3 separate regions of the Ovis aries genome follow, and all the other regions are linked to region 3. A link is a contact called in public Hi-C data. All regions are on one chromosome and are shown on one strand. Each heading gives the region's core, a stretch centred on a gene start, on an enhancer-like site or on the middle of the called end of the contact. The rest is flanking DNA. Distances are from core to core; before and after follow the strand shown.

Region 1 (4,372 bases), core at 1,682-4,181, 100 kb before region 3:
CCCAGCGTGCCCTGCCACCGCTTCCTGGTTCCACTGGGCACGGACTTGGAGCTGGCCAAGTTCCAGGGCAGGCTCTCTCTCCGCACGGTCTGCACGGGGTCTGTGACCCCAGGATGAGGAAGGCAGGGCCAGGGCGGGGTGGGCTGTCTCCTCAGCTTTTGCTGGAGAGTGTCGGGCATATCCTGCTTAATGTTCCTGCGTGCTCCAAACCACGAGCCTTTTCTTGGTCTTGAGACCTCCCACCTCCAGTGGTGGCCCAGCACATGCTAACCCACTTACAGACAGCAGCTTCTAGGAGGCAGGAACGACCCCCTGACGTCTAAAACATCAATACTGAAAGGACTGAAGCGAAGAAAGCACAGTGGCCTGAGTCACAGGGGCAGAGTGGAGTTGAGTCAGGCGCCAGTTAGTCCCAGGTCGTCTTTCACTGTTAACTAAGCAACTACTACATAACCAGACATTGTGGGAAACAAGACAGCTTGCCCCACGCTCTTCCTGATGGGTCTGAGGTGCAGACTTGGGGTCTGGGGCTGAAGAATTTTCTCAGCATAAGTACCACAGAGTTGCTACTGGCTGAGTTTTCACAGCCCTGGATCTCTAAGCCTCAGTTTCCCCACCTGTAAATCTCTCCTCATGGAAAGTCCCTGGGCAGGAAAGGTGAAAACACATGTAAAGCCCCTATTACAATGCCTGCCCAGAATTATTTTTTATCGGCTGAAAAATTAGCAAAAGATCCCATGAAAATCTCAGTCAACTGGTCCTTTATAAGACAAAGAACTAATACAAAATATGCAGTCAATTCCAAACACTAATCTTTTTTTTTCCTCTCAACCTTCCATCCTAAATAATAATAATATAAAGCAAAACAATAACAACAGTGTCACACACTGTCTGAAGCATTTTGGTCTCCCAGCAACCCTGAGAGGTTAAGGACTGACCAAGCCCATTTCACAGACTAGAAAACACAGAATTCATAGGCCAGGGTCACACAACTCTGAAGAATATTCCTTGAGTTCGCATTTGCTTCCATCTGCCTCCTGCTGCCCCTTCCATTCTTTCTAGCACCCCAGGCAAGTCAGGACGTCAGGGCCAACACTCGGCCCTCTCTTCCTTTTAGAGAGCCGCCTCCCACTCTCCCTTCCTTTCTATCGGTATCTAGACAGACAGGCAGCAGGAAAGCTGCCATTACCTAACTGGAAAAATGCTCCAGGCTTCTGCAGACTTCTGCATTGCCTCTGCAAGGCCTATCCCTCTCTGAGGAGAAGGTCTCAGGGAGAAGTGGGGAGCCTTAGTGGCGTCCCCTTGTGATCAGGAGACTGAGGAGGAAAGAAGTGATTTTTGACAGCGGCTGGGTGAGGGGAACTGGACTCTCCAAACCCCAGAGAAATGGTGTTGGCACGCAGCAGCTGCCACTGAAAAGGGCCCCAAATCCACCCTGAGTTTCCACGATGAAGTGGACTCACCAACCAGTCAACTAGGGGAAGGTCAGAGGGACGCGGAACCAGAGAGGTGACATCCTGTGCCTGCCTGAAGGCTCAGTGCCCCCAGTTCGGGAGCAGAATGGCTGCCCGCCGACGGAGCAGGAACTGGGGAACCAGACGGTCACCTGCCCCCCACCACGAAGAAGGAAGTCTAGTGGATGAAGAAATGGGGAAGTCGGAGGTGCTCCTGCAGTGGCTGTTAAGAGTCTATAGAACAATTGATTTTAATCCCCAGTGAGACAAAAGCCTCGGCCATAAACGAGATTAATAAGAGGTTTCTAGAAACATTTTCTGAGGGAGAAGGAGTGGGGCAGCATTGCGCTAACTGCTTTATCTGAAAACCCAACCTGGCTTTTTTCCCCTTCACAGGCCTTGGGCAGCCCCACCCCCATGGTATTTGTAACTTGTTTCAGCCGCAAGGGGCGGGGGTCCCTCGTGTTCACAGAGTCAGGTGCCATTTTGAAAACTGCTCCAGTCTACCTCGAGCTCCCATGTTTCCGGATATAACTCAGATACGCACCTCAAAATGGAATCCTGCTCAAAAGACTCCCTTCGAAATAGAGTTCGCCTTTTCAATTTAATATTCAGGTTTTAGACATAATGGGATCGCAGCCTTTGGCCTTGTACCCGGGCCTCCTTGGCAATCACTTTTATAATTTAGGGAAATAAGGAACAGGAAAGTAAAGGAACTTCCCCCTGGTCCGGCAGCAAGTCAATAGCAGAGCTTGAACTTGAGACTTAATTTTTCTAAGAGGGAGGCGACGTACTCAATAAACCCCGAAAAATTCACTACCAACTCGCAAATACTCCGGTTATTTGGTTTGGGTGCCCACCACAATTACAGCATTGAAAAAGAATAGGCGTGTTTCAGTGAGAAAATTTTCTTTTAAAAAATCACTTAAGGGTGCTTTACTTCTCAGTCAAGTCTAGGAGAATGCTAGCGAGACAAAGAGGGCCAGGGTGGGGCGTAGGGCTTCCACTGGTCTGAAAGCTGAGTCACAGGAATCGCAGCCCTGCAAGTGGGCGAGGCCGCGGGGCGAGGCATACTGCACCCCGGCTGGGGGATGTCTGCCACGGACAAAGGCAGTTTCACAGTAAAGGAATGCCTGTCCCGCTAGGTACCACCCAGGCCCTTAGTTATCACGCTCGGATCCCCAGGGGCCGGTTTTCGCGGCCGCTGCAAAAATCCACGCAGCTAGAACCGACATAAAGGGGTGGGGGATACGTTACGAAGGAAGTGCGGCGGGGAGAGGGCGCTTTACGCGCTTTATTTTGCCGCCCTCGTCGTGGCTTGGTGCATGGGTGGACGCGGGGCCCCCCCAACGCCATGCAGGCCCCGGACGCCGTTCCGGAGACGAAACCCGGCGCTAAGGAGTTAAGCGGGCGGGCAGATGACGTCACTCCATTTGCATAGGAGCGCGCATATAGCTGCGCCCGCCGCGCCCCGTTCGGCACTCGGCGGCGGCCACAGCGCAGACCCGACTTCATTCGCTCGCAGTTCGCTCCGGTGAGCCCCGGGGCCCTCTACCTCCTGCCCTCCGCACCCCTTCCCGCCCCGCGCTCGCCCCCTCGCCGCCCGCAACCCCGAAACCCAGCGCGAGGGGTCGTCTGGGAAAATGCTGCTCTTCGGGAGCATGGGGAATGCCAGACCGTTCAGATGGGTAACGGGGTCGGGAATTCGGTGACTCTTAAATATGTTTTTAAAAACTGGCTTTTTGCTATTGCCGTTTGGAAGGGAATAGTTTTTTTCTCTTTCCTACCCTCAAAGGCATTCTGCATAGCCTCTTAGGCGGTGATGAATCAGGAATAGAAAGATCCTTTGTTCCAATTCACACCCACCCAAGCCCGGAGCTTCAGACTCACAGTTATTTCTCTTCGCCTCCGGTGGCTTCGTGGGCTGTATCTGTTAGGTTTAGGGCTGCGGGGCTATATTATGAAATCTGGAAAAGGTCCTTCTTGCAGGGGGACGTGTGCAGGGCTGCCGAATTGCTCCTAAATGGAGATCCTAATCGATCTAGCTTTGTGTGCGGCTGGCTGCATTGTTGGCGAGAGGGAGGAAGCGGGGAGGGCGGTGGTCGGTGGCGCCCGGCCGCAGCTGCCGCCTTTGTGAGAAGAAAAGAAAGCCGCACGGCTCGCATCTTTGGGGAAGAGGCCAAGTATAGAAAAAAACATTTTGTGCAGCCTTGGCTTCATTTTCAGAAATCTTACTCGATTTTCTTCCCCTTAAACTTGAAATGACTTCACTTTTATGTTGAAACGCCGCCATTAATCGGCGGTGATTAATTTCACGCTTGCGAGAGATTCCGCCTCCTAACGTGGGCGGTCTTCCCAATTTGGCCCCTCGCGTTTTGAAATCCTAAAGGCAGCGGGAAAGCGCTCTTTTTTTTTTTTTTTTCCTGTAGAAAGAGGAAGATGTTTAGCCCTGAATGAAAGTGGAAGGAGTTAAAAGTGCGTCTTCAGGCAGGAGACAGGAAAGCAGAACGCATTTTCTGAGCCCAGAAAGACGAGGGGTAGGTGGCTCACCCTCAACCTCTTGGCTTTGTACCTGCAGCGCCCTCTGCAACCATGTCTGACAAACCCGATATGGCTGAGATTGAGAAGTTCGATAAGTCGAAATTGAAGAAAACGGAAACGCAAGAGAAAAATCCACTGCCTTCGAAAGAAAGTAAGACACCCCCCCTTTCGAAAAGGCTGAGCGGGAGTGGCCGGGTGGGTAGGAGAGGATGGGAGGGGCTGGGAGAAGAATTGAGGTGGGGGTAGGGAGTGCGGGAGGAGTCAACAGCTTTTTGATTCTGGTGGCTTGCAAAGGTTAATTTAAAACTGCTGCAGCCAACAAACAATAGGGTTTAATAATTTAATGCAGTGTTTAATTTTCCATATTAATATGCAGA
Region 2 (4,321 bases), core at 1,700-4,199, 120 kb before region 3:
GATGTAACAATAACAGAAATACAGTGCGTAATAAATGTTATGCACTTGAATCATCCCCAAACCATCCTTCTGCCTCAGTCTGTGGAAAAACTGTCCGGCGCGAAACTGGTCCCTGGGGCCAGAAAGGTTGGGGACCCTTCCTCCAAGGTAATGATAATCATGTCAGATGGTTTCTCTTAAAGAAACGGGATAAAGCTGTGATGTGCTGGGAATATTTAAACACGAGTGGGGGCCGGGAGGGGCATGTGAAGCACCCTGATCGGTAGTGTTTGCCTATTTCCATGATGTAAATGCTCCCACCGTGGCTGATTTCCAGGTAAGTGGGACGTCACTGAATGTGGAATTGGGAAGAGATGTGTACCACCTGGGAGAAACTATCTTGCGGTGCCTTCCTAGAATGTCACAGACACTCACAAGAGGTTATGTCCTGGTCATCCCACCGCCCCATCCCTGGCCATACAAACACATATGCTGCCATGCCCTCAGTCACTCTGTGCGACCCATGGACTGCAACCCTCCAGGCTCCCCTGTCCAGGGGGTTTCCCAGGCAGGGATGCTGGAGTGGGTCCCCATTTCCTCCTCCAGGGGATCTTCCCAACCCAGGGATAAAACCCGGGTCTCCTGTGTCTCCTGCATTGACAGGTGAATTCTTTACCACTGAGCCACCACATACAGCGACATAGGGCTTTAGTATTTTTTCTGGTACTTTCACATACACTCTCTCATTAAATTCTCAGGGCAACATTGTGAGATGGGCTGGGTGGGTGTGATTTCTACCGTTTACAGATGTTATATACAGGCTCGGGGAGTCTAGAACAAACTACTCAAGGCCACACTGTAAGTAATCTATGAAATGGGTGCAGCAGGCAGAATAATGGCCTGCAAAGCTGTTTGCATCCTACTGCCTGGAACCTGTGACTGTGAAGGTCATGTGCCAGAAGGGAATTGACGTTGCAGCTGGGATGAAGGTTGCTAGTCAGCTGACCTGAAAATAGGGACTCCTGAATTACCCAGATAAAGCCAATGTAATCACAAGCGTCCTTACAAGTGGAAGAGGGAGGGAGAAGCGGAGGGAATGTAGCTAGAGGGAAAGGGCCAAAGAGAGGCTGCGTTGCTGGAGTTTTTTTTTCCTTTTTACCGTATTTATTTTTTGTTGTGCTGGGTCTTCATTGCTGCGCAGGCTTTTCTCTAGTTGCAGCGATTGGGGGCTGTGTGTGTGTGTGGGGGGGGTTGGGGCTTGGAAACGCTGTTCTTTGTTGCAGGTGTACAGGCTTCTAGTTTCATTGGCTTCTCTTGTTGCCGAGCACTGGCTCTAGGCTCCCAGGCTTCAGGAGTTGCGGCACGTGGGTGCCGGGACTTAGTTGCGGGTTAGTTGTATCCGCGGTGTGTGGGATCTTCCCAGACCAGGGATGGAACCGGTGGCGTCTGCATTGGCCAGTGGATTCTTAACCTCTGGGCCACCAGGGAAGTCCCTACCTTCCTGTTTTGCAGATGGAGGAAGGAGCTGCAAGCCAAAGAGTGCAGATGGCTTGTAGAAGCTGCAAAAGGTAAGAAAGCAGATTCTTCTCTAGCGTCTTCAGACAGAAACACACCCCTCCAGCACCTTGACTGTGGCCCCGTGAGACCTATGAGGCACTTCTGATGTCCAGAGCTGTAAGAATATATTTGTGGTGTTTAAGCCGCCGAAATCGTGTCATTTGCTACAGCAGCCGTCGGAAGGGAATACAGTGGACTGGCTTCCACCGTCTGGGAGAGGCTTTTTTTTTTTTCCCCTCTCACCCTTTCTATACCTTTGCTTTTACCCGCTGAGTTTCTCGTAATACCTGGCTTTTAGCGTTTATGTAGGTCCGCAACCTTTTTGGCACCAGGGACTGGTTTCGTGGAAGACAGTTTTCCGACCGGAGAGAGGGCGGGATGATCTCGGGATGGTTTCCGGATGGTTTCCGGATGATTCAGGCGCACTAGGTTTGCTTCTAATCCAGTGCTGCAGCTCATCTGACAGGTGGTACTGGTCTGTGACCCGGAGCTTGGGGCCCTCTGGTATACTGCTACTGCTAAGTCACTTCAGTCGTGTCCGACTCTGTGCGACCCCATAGACGGCAGCCCACCAGGCTCCCCCGTCCCTGGGATTCTCCAGGCAAGAACACTGGAGTGGGTTGCCATTTCCCTCTCCAGTATGGTTATAATTCTTGGCCTCCCTGTCCGTCTTCTCCCTAATCCCTGACAGCAAGAGAGTTTGCTCCTCACTTTTGCATCACTTTCTGCCAGCGTGGTACTTTCCCAAGACCAGAGCATAGTAACTCGATTCAGAGTGAAATTAATGTGTGAATGAATGCTAGACTCTGATATTAGCAATATTACTGTACCTCATCATCACCAAGAATCATAGGGCTGGGCTGTCACAGCTGCACGACAGTTAAAAGCATCTCTTGGTAGCGTCTAGAGCTACCTCCCTCCCAACCCTCACTTCCCTCAGTGCAGTCTGGGAGCTGCAGGAAAGATCGAGACTACCTACCCATCAGCCCCAGAAGTAGCCTTTCCCCCAGACCAGTGTGTGTCCTGTTGGGCAATCTGCAGGGAGGAAGAAAGGTTCTGGTTCCAGACAGCGTTATGAATGAGTTATAGGAGCCCCAGACTCTGATGTCGCCATCTTTGTCTCAGCAAAGCTGATAATTGGATTTGAGCCTTTAGGCTAGTCACTTATTTACTCTGCCCTCATTTATCAAATGTGAGAAATGCCAGCTGTGTGCTTGGATTACTTTCAAGGCTTTATAAAAAGGAGTAAAAAAGGTATGAACAGGTCTTGGCTACTGTCACACAGTTAATGCACTGAGAGCAGATGTGATCACGTGCTGAGAAAAGTCAGGGCTACGTAGGAAAGTTCACATTCACAGAGAAGTGAAAGTGAATTGCGTCACTTTCTGTCACGTGACATCCATGGGCTGCTGATGAACTCACTGAGGCTCTGTTTCCTCTTGTGTGAGACAGAGTGAAAAGATGTGTCTCATTTATTGCTCACTCCTAGTGTTGCCCACCCTGTTCTATGCCCTTCACCATTATTTTTATTTTATAGTTACATGGCTTGTCAGAGTCAGGACAATTACAGGTTGGAAGTGAGCATGCTTTTTTTTCCCTCAGGCTAATTGCTTTCCAATGCTGTGGTGCTCTCTGCTGCACATCAAGGGGAATCCGTCAGAATCCTATCTATGTCCCCTCCCTCTTGAGCCTTCCTCCCCCTGCAACCCACCCCACCCCCCAGACTCGTGCATTCTTAGCAGCGGGAATGGTGTATGCAGTGATCTGGAAGTGGAGGCAATGGAGAGGAATATGCATGAGGGATGAGGTACCCTTGTGACTGCAGGTCTGGGGACTTGCAGGAAGCAGAAGCATGCTGGTAAATAGCATACGTTCGAAACATACTGGAAGGTTTAGACGCAGGAGGTGATGTAGACACAGGTCAGAGAACTCTCCTGAGGGGCTGTGTGGAACAGGGCAGCCCTGGGCATGAGCATGGACTGGAGGAAGCTGTTCTGATGACACCCTAGGAGCACAATGATGAGGGGCTCTGGGGGCAGAGGCAGGGAAATGGGGAGAAATGTACAACTTCTGTGTGTGTGTGTGTATGTGTACGCACAAAGTCGTTTCAGTCATGTCCGACTCTTTGTGACCCTATAGATTATAGCCTGCCCGGCTTCTCTGTCCATGGGATTTCCCAGGAAGAATACTGGAATGGTTTGCCGTGCACTCCTCCAGGGGATCTTCCCAAGCTCAGGCAAGTCAAAATGATGAGTTTGGGTTACCATCTGCATATAGGGGGAAAAGGAAAAGCTGCTGAGGCCTGATGACCTGGCCTCTCATTTGGGGGACCTCAGGCCTGTCTTGGGGTGTCATCACCTACACACACTTAGCCTTTGAGCCCGTAGTAAACAGGATACATTTCTTCAGGAAGAAGAAATTCTTTGAGAAGACAAAAATTGATTTCACTTCCTGAAAAGAACAGCTGTCACTGGCTATACATTCACTTATTTCTCAATTTGGATTTTTCCCTCTGAATATTCCAGTTTCCAGAGGTATTATCAGTTCTTTGATTGTGTTCCTTGTATGTAATTATATCATATGACAATAATTGTCAATTTCAGAGGAAAGAAACTATGCAGTTAAAACAAAATCAGAAAATGAATGAAAAAAGGAGTGTTCTTCCGAATCTCTCCCAGAGTTTTCTCTTACACTTGGAAGGGGCCTGGGTAGTGGCCCACCTCACGCCCAAATGCCTGGATTGAGATCCCAGCTCCCACTTCTTAGCCATGGGATTTGGACAAGT
Region 3 (4,879 bases), core at 637-3,136:
AGCCCCTTGCTTGTCTCTCATTTTCACGTTATTCATTAACCAAGGATATTCTTTTTCTAAATGGATTTTTAAACAATTCTTAAGACCTATAGGGAATTTGAAACACACGGAAGAGCACGATGATGACAACAAAGGCAGAAAGCCCTTATGAACTTCATCCTCAGCCAAGCCAAAGTTGCTGTTAATATTTTGAAGTATTTCCTTTTAGTGTCTTTTCTCTACGTCTGCATATTTTCATAAACACTTGTCCCTCTTTTACAAACCTAGGTTATTCTGGATATGTAATTTTGTTTCCTTTTCTCATGTCATGAGGTCATTTAGCTACATTACCCCCCATCTCCTACAACCTGGTTATTGATGGCTATGTTCACTGTAAGAACATGCCATATGTATTTAAAAATTACTATTGGGGGATGCTCCAAAGGTCTACAATTTTTCTCCAGGATAAACAACACTGTAATGAACATCTCTTTTCAGAGACTTTAGCCTGTTTCTCCGAATATTGGCCAAGCATAGGACCCTGGAAATAAAAATTCCAAGTACAAACAGTGTAAATACTTTTGAGGCTGTTGATGCAGATTGTCAGATCACTGTCCAAAATGGCTATACCAGTTTACAGTCACTTAAAGTTTTCTTTATTTTTATTGTCAAATGATCCTTGATACTGAGGACTAATAGTGCCCATGCAGTGTCTCAAGCGAAGGAGCTGGTTTGTGCTTTTCAATCAGGAATTTCAAGATCCAAGAGGAAAACTGATCAGAAGTGCAGCTGAGGGTGCTTCCTAAGGTAGTTTTAGAAGGAAATGACCCTTCCAGGACCATTTCGGCAGAATGACTGACTTTACCAAAGAGACTGACACAAAATACCCTCAACGTGAACGTGAGTGAGATATATACCTCATCCAAAAGTTCCCTTAGGTCCTCCGAAGCCATACTTCTTTACTCAAGTCAGGGTTCATGACAGGGTAGCCAGTGAGGGTTTGAGGTTTCAGTAAGGGGAGGGCACATGCGTTCCTAATGAGCTCTGGCATAAAGGGAAGCAAATGTACAAGCTGACCTTTGAGGTCATTCAGTTGGTGCACCCCATGTACTGGGCAGCTCAGGGTTGGTCCTCATCCTCTTTTGCTTCTGGCCACAACTGACTGCATCAGTGTTTTTCCCCTGGGGATAATAAAACCCATCACCTTCCCAAGGGATCCTTGGGGTTGAACTGGTTCTTATCAAAGGTTTAAAGGAGGAGACCCAAAAGTGTGTGCAAATGGTTGATAGGGAGTCCTAGCCCATGGCATAGTTGTCTAAGGAGGTCTTGGGTTGCTCACAGAACCAGATTGGGGTTAACAGCCTGCATCCTTTCAGAGTTCCTGGGGGTGATTGTGCAAGAGACCCGTGATCTGATCACAAGAGCAAAGAGAGTGCTTGTGTTGCCGATAACAAAGAATTACACAAGGCTTGGAACAAATGCCAATGTTTTAAAACACTTGGCGGAAATTTAAACTGCAAGGCATTTTATCATCTCAGGCCATCGCTGAGAGGGGCCAGCTGAAGCTACCCGGTCCACAGCCTTTTACAAGCACTGGCCTTTGTAAATGGAGCTTTGAAAACCAGCTGAACTGTAGCTGGCTTTGCAGAGTGTTTAAGCTGGTCGGCTTACAGCAATACAAATTGGCAGCGTGGCAAGAAAGAAAACTGAAATTCAACTCAACACTGGGATCGAAAAAGAGACTCAAATGTCGCCGACACTGGGGTGTGGCTTTTCTGCTAATTATGTTTTGTCAAACAAGGGTTGAAAATGTCAGCCTTGATCCGGGGTTCAGCTCCTCTGGTGGCCAATAGCGATGGGGCCCCAGTTGAAATAATGAGAAGCAAGTTCGAAACACCATTTGGTTGATTTCAAGACTTCCTGGGGCTGACGTTGAAACCACAATGTTCTTTCTGGGGCACTGAGAAAAGCCAATCACATTTGAGGTTTCGCAGCCTCTTCTGCCCATATTTGGCTGTAATCTTGCTTCATTCAACTAGATTTATAATACATGCACTTGAATAGCAAGGCTTTGAGAAGTATGCGTGTGTCTCTCCCCGTTATGAAAGACGTTTTATCTTGATGCCTTTGGGCCTGCCCGCCAATGTCCAGGGCAGCTTCAAAGTGAAGAAAGGAGCCAGTGTAGAAAATTTAATTTTTACTTTTATTTATTTATTTTTAAAAGTTTCCATCGCAGTTTCTGGCTTTATAGCATTTACCTGAAAATACATGGAAAACAGAAACTAGGTTTGTTTAAATAACCAGAGGTGGCTTAGGAGATGATGGGGATGTGGAAGGCATGTCACAGGCTTTACTGCATTTTATCTATGATGTGAGGGGACTCGTTCCTCAGAGCCTCTGGGAAATAAATGCATCCTTTAAAGTTTCTGCTTAAGGGTTGATTTAAAAAGCATGATCAAATCTTGTAGAGCGATAATGACACAAATAGGATAAACTGCATTCTGTCTTTTTCCAGTGAATATTAATATTTATCAGCCAGTTTATATGCACTGTTCATTTCAGTCTCACCACAGTCCCACAAAGATCCTGTGCTTCTCCACATTTTACAAAAACTTTCCCAAGGGGTCTAGGCGAGTTAATAAGCAGTGGAGGTTAGTGGCCACTGCAGCCGTCAGCTGCCCACGCCCCTCACCCTTAATGCTCTGTCGCTCTACTTCATTGACATGTTTTCCTGTGTTTACAGGTAGGAACAGAGAGGCCTGTGTGTTGCTCAGTCGTGTTCAACTCTTTGCGACCTCATGGACTGAGGCCAGCCAGGCTCCTCTGTCCATGAGATTATCCAGGCAAGAATACTAGAGTGGGTTGCCGTTTAGTTCTCCAGGAGATCTTCCCGACCCAGGGATCAAACCCATGTCTTCTGCATTGCAGGCGGATTCTTTACCATCTGAGCCACCAGGGAAGCCCCAGAATGGTGCCATGGACCCCCATCTCTAAGACATTGACCTTCTCCAGCTCTCAGGACCCTGTGGAAGGAAAGTGGTGAGGTTGTTCAGCTTGTCTCAGGCCTGAGGGTGGGAAAGTTCTCAGTGATTCCCCTAGGAGATTGTGTCCAGAATTGTCTGGTCAGAGAGGAGCCTGCCACCCAGGGCCCCAGTCTCAGGAAACCCCCTCTAGAAGGTCGTCCTCAGTGATTCTAGAGATACAGGGGCTACAGCAGAGACCCAGCAACATGGTCCATCTGTGTTCTCAAAACTGAGGAAGAGGAGGGAGGTAGCCAGGTAGCCCAACCTCCCCTGTGACCACACGGGCCCCCACGTCCTGCCTGCAGAGCAGCGGTGCTCAGCTGGGGCAATTTGGCCCCCTGGGGGACATTTGGCCATGTTTGGAGACATTTTGGGTTGTCACAGTGGTGGAGAGGGTGCTACTGTCACCTAGTGGGTGGAGACACGGGATGCTGCTTAACAGCCTATAGTGCATAAGGCAGCCCCCATCCTCCACCACAAACAGTGATGTGGCGCCAGGTGTCACTAGTGCTGTGGTGAGAAAGCCTGCATGAGAGTCTTGGTTCGGTGCATCCCACCCACAGCTCTGAAGGAGCCCTACTTGGGGCTTCTTCAAAGAGACATTCTGCAACCAGGAAGCCAGCAGCCCATACAACTAGGCAGAAGGCAGAGCCATCCCTACACATTTTAACTCATTGCATCTTTGTTCCTGACAGAGAGAGGTCAGTGTTCACCTCTGGTTACAGTCATCAGGACCAAGGTAGGGGCTGACCCTAGGTAGTAGGCTACGTCATGCCCCACAAAGGTCAGGTCCTAATCCCTGGAGCCTGTAACTGTTAGCCAATATGAAGGAAAAGAATGGTCTTTGCGGTTGTGGTTAAGCTAAGGGTCTTGACATGGGGAGATGATCCCTCATTATCTGAGTGGGCCACACATGCCATTGTGAGTGCCTTTATATGAAGGAGAGAGGGGAAGGAATGACACATGATTTCAAAACACGAGGGGCTAAATTGAGAAGACTGCTCATGTGGAGAGATGGGGCCACGAGCCAAGGGATGCAGGCAGTCAACAGAAGCTGGAAGAAGCAAAGAACAGATTCTCCCCCAGAGCCTCCAAGGGGAGCATGATGCTATGACACCTTGATTTTTGCCCAGTGATACTGACTAGAAACTTCTGGCCTCCTGAACCATGTGAATAAATTTATGTTGTTTTAGGCCACCAAGTTTATGAAAATTTTGTACAGCAGATCTAGGAAACTAAAATACCCTGATAGTCCTTGAGCCCCCATGTGGATCAGTTGAGGCTGAGGGACAAACTTTTCCAGCACAGACAAAGCCAGAGCCCTTCTGGGGTAGGATTTGAGGGGGAGAATGGCCATTGTCCTTGTATTACCCTCCCTTTCAGTTACCGTCACCTGTGAAAACATGGCACTTACCTTCCTTCCGCCCCTCTCCACCAACAATTTCCAGTAAAGGCTGAGCAAATCACTGCTAATCTCTGTGCTTGGTTTCAACCTCTCTGGAGCCACCTGTTACTTTCTACCTCAGTTTTCTATCATCGTATGTGCGATAGGCCCTATACTAGATTGTAAGCACCCAGAAATTCAGAACCTGGTTTGACTGATTGTGAAGCCTCCCAAGGCATCAAACATAGGGTGGGTGCTCAACCCATGGAGAATGTGTGCTTTCTCCAGCCTATGAGGAATGTTACTGAAATGTTACTTTTTACTGCCTGGTGGTCAAGCATCTCAAAGCTAGGTCTGATGCTTAGAAACAGGAATCCCTACACATTCTGTCAGGCCTTCAGCACCTGGCCATCGACACCATCAGCATCCTTTGTTTTCCAACGGGGGTAAAATTTACATACAGTAAAATGCATGTATCTTAAGTGTACAGTCT

What was found. A called contact is a pair of places that touch in the nucleus more often than the background predicts.
Region 1: a Hi-C map of liver shows a contact between it and region 3, with 3 times the contacts expected there. The contact joins the promoter of TMSB4X here to the enhancer-like site in region 3. A contact is called at or near these places in 9 of 16 Hi-C or Micro-C datasets (blood, hypothalamus, liver and 2 more).
Region 2: a Hi-C map of liver shows a contact between it and region 3, with 5 times the contacts expected there. The contact joins two enhancer-like sites. A contact is called at or near these places in 3 of 16 Hi-C or Micro-C datasets (blood, liver and skin fibroblasts).

The regions. Positions count from the first base shown.
Region 1 is chrX:11,014,567-11,018,938 of ARS-UI_Ramb_v3.0, forward strand. It overlaps TMSB4X (thymosin beta 4 X-linked), which reads left to right and starts at 2,932. Exons shown (of 3, transcript XM_042241565.1): 1 at 2,932-3,142; 2 at 4,033-4,146. The coding sequence starts at 3,139.
Region 2 is chrX:10,997,777-11,002,097 of ARS-UI_Ramb_v3.0, forward strand. No RefSeq gene overlaps it. Among named protein-coding and RNA genes, the nearest start is that of TLR8, 14 kb to the left of the region's middle. Within about 2 kb of position 2,950, at least 17 of the 54 cell types and tissues checked have an H3K27ac peak or open chromatin away from gene starts, as enhancers often do. A contact at or near this core is called in liver, where this site is marked.
Region 3 is chrX:11,116,520-11,121,398 of ARS-UI_Ramb_v3.0, forward strand. No RefSeq gene overlaps it. Among named protein-coding and RNA genes, the nearest start is that of TMSB4X, 100 kb to the left of the region's middle. Within about 2 kb of position 1,887, at least 18 of the 54 cell types and tissues checked have an H3K27ac peak or open chromatin away from gene starts, as enhancers often do. A contact at or near this core is called in liver and tail adipose tissue, where this site is marked.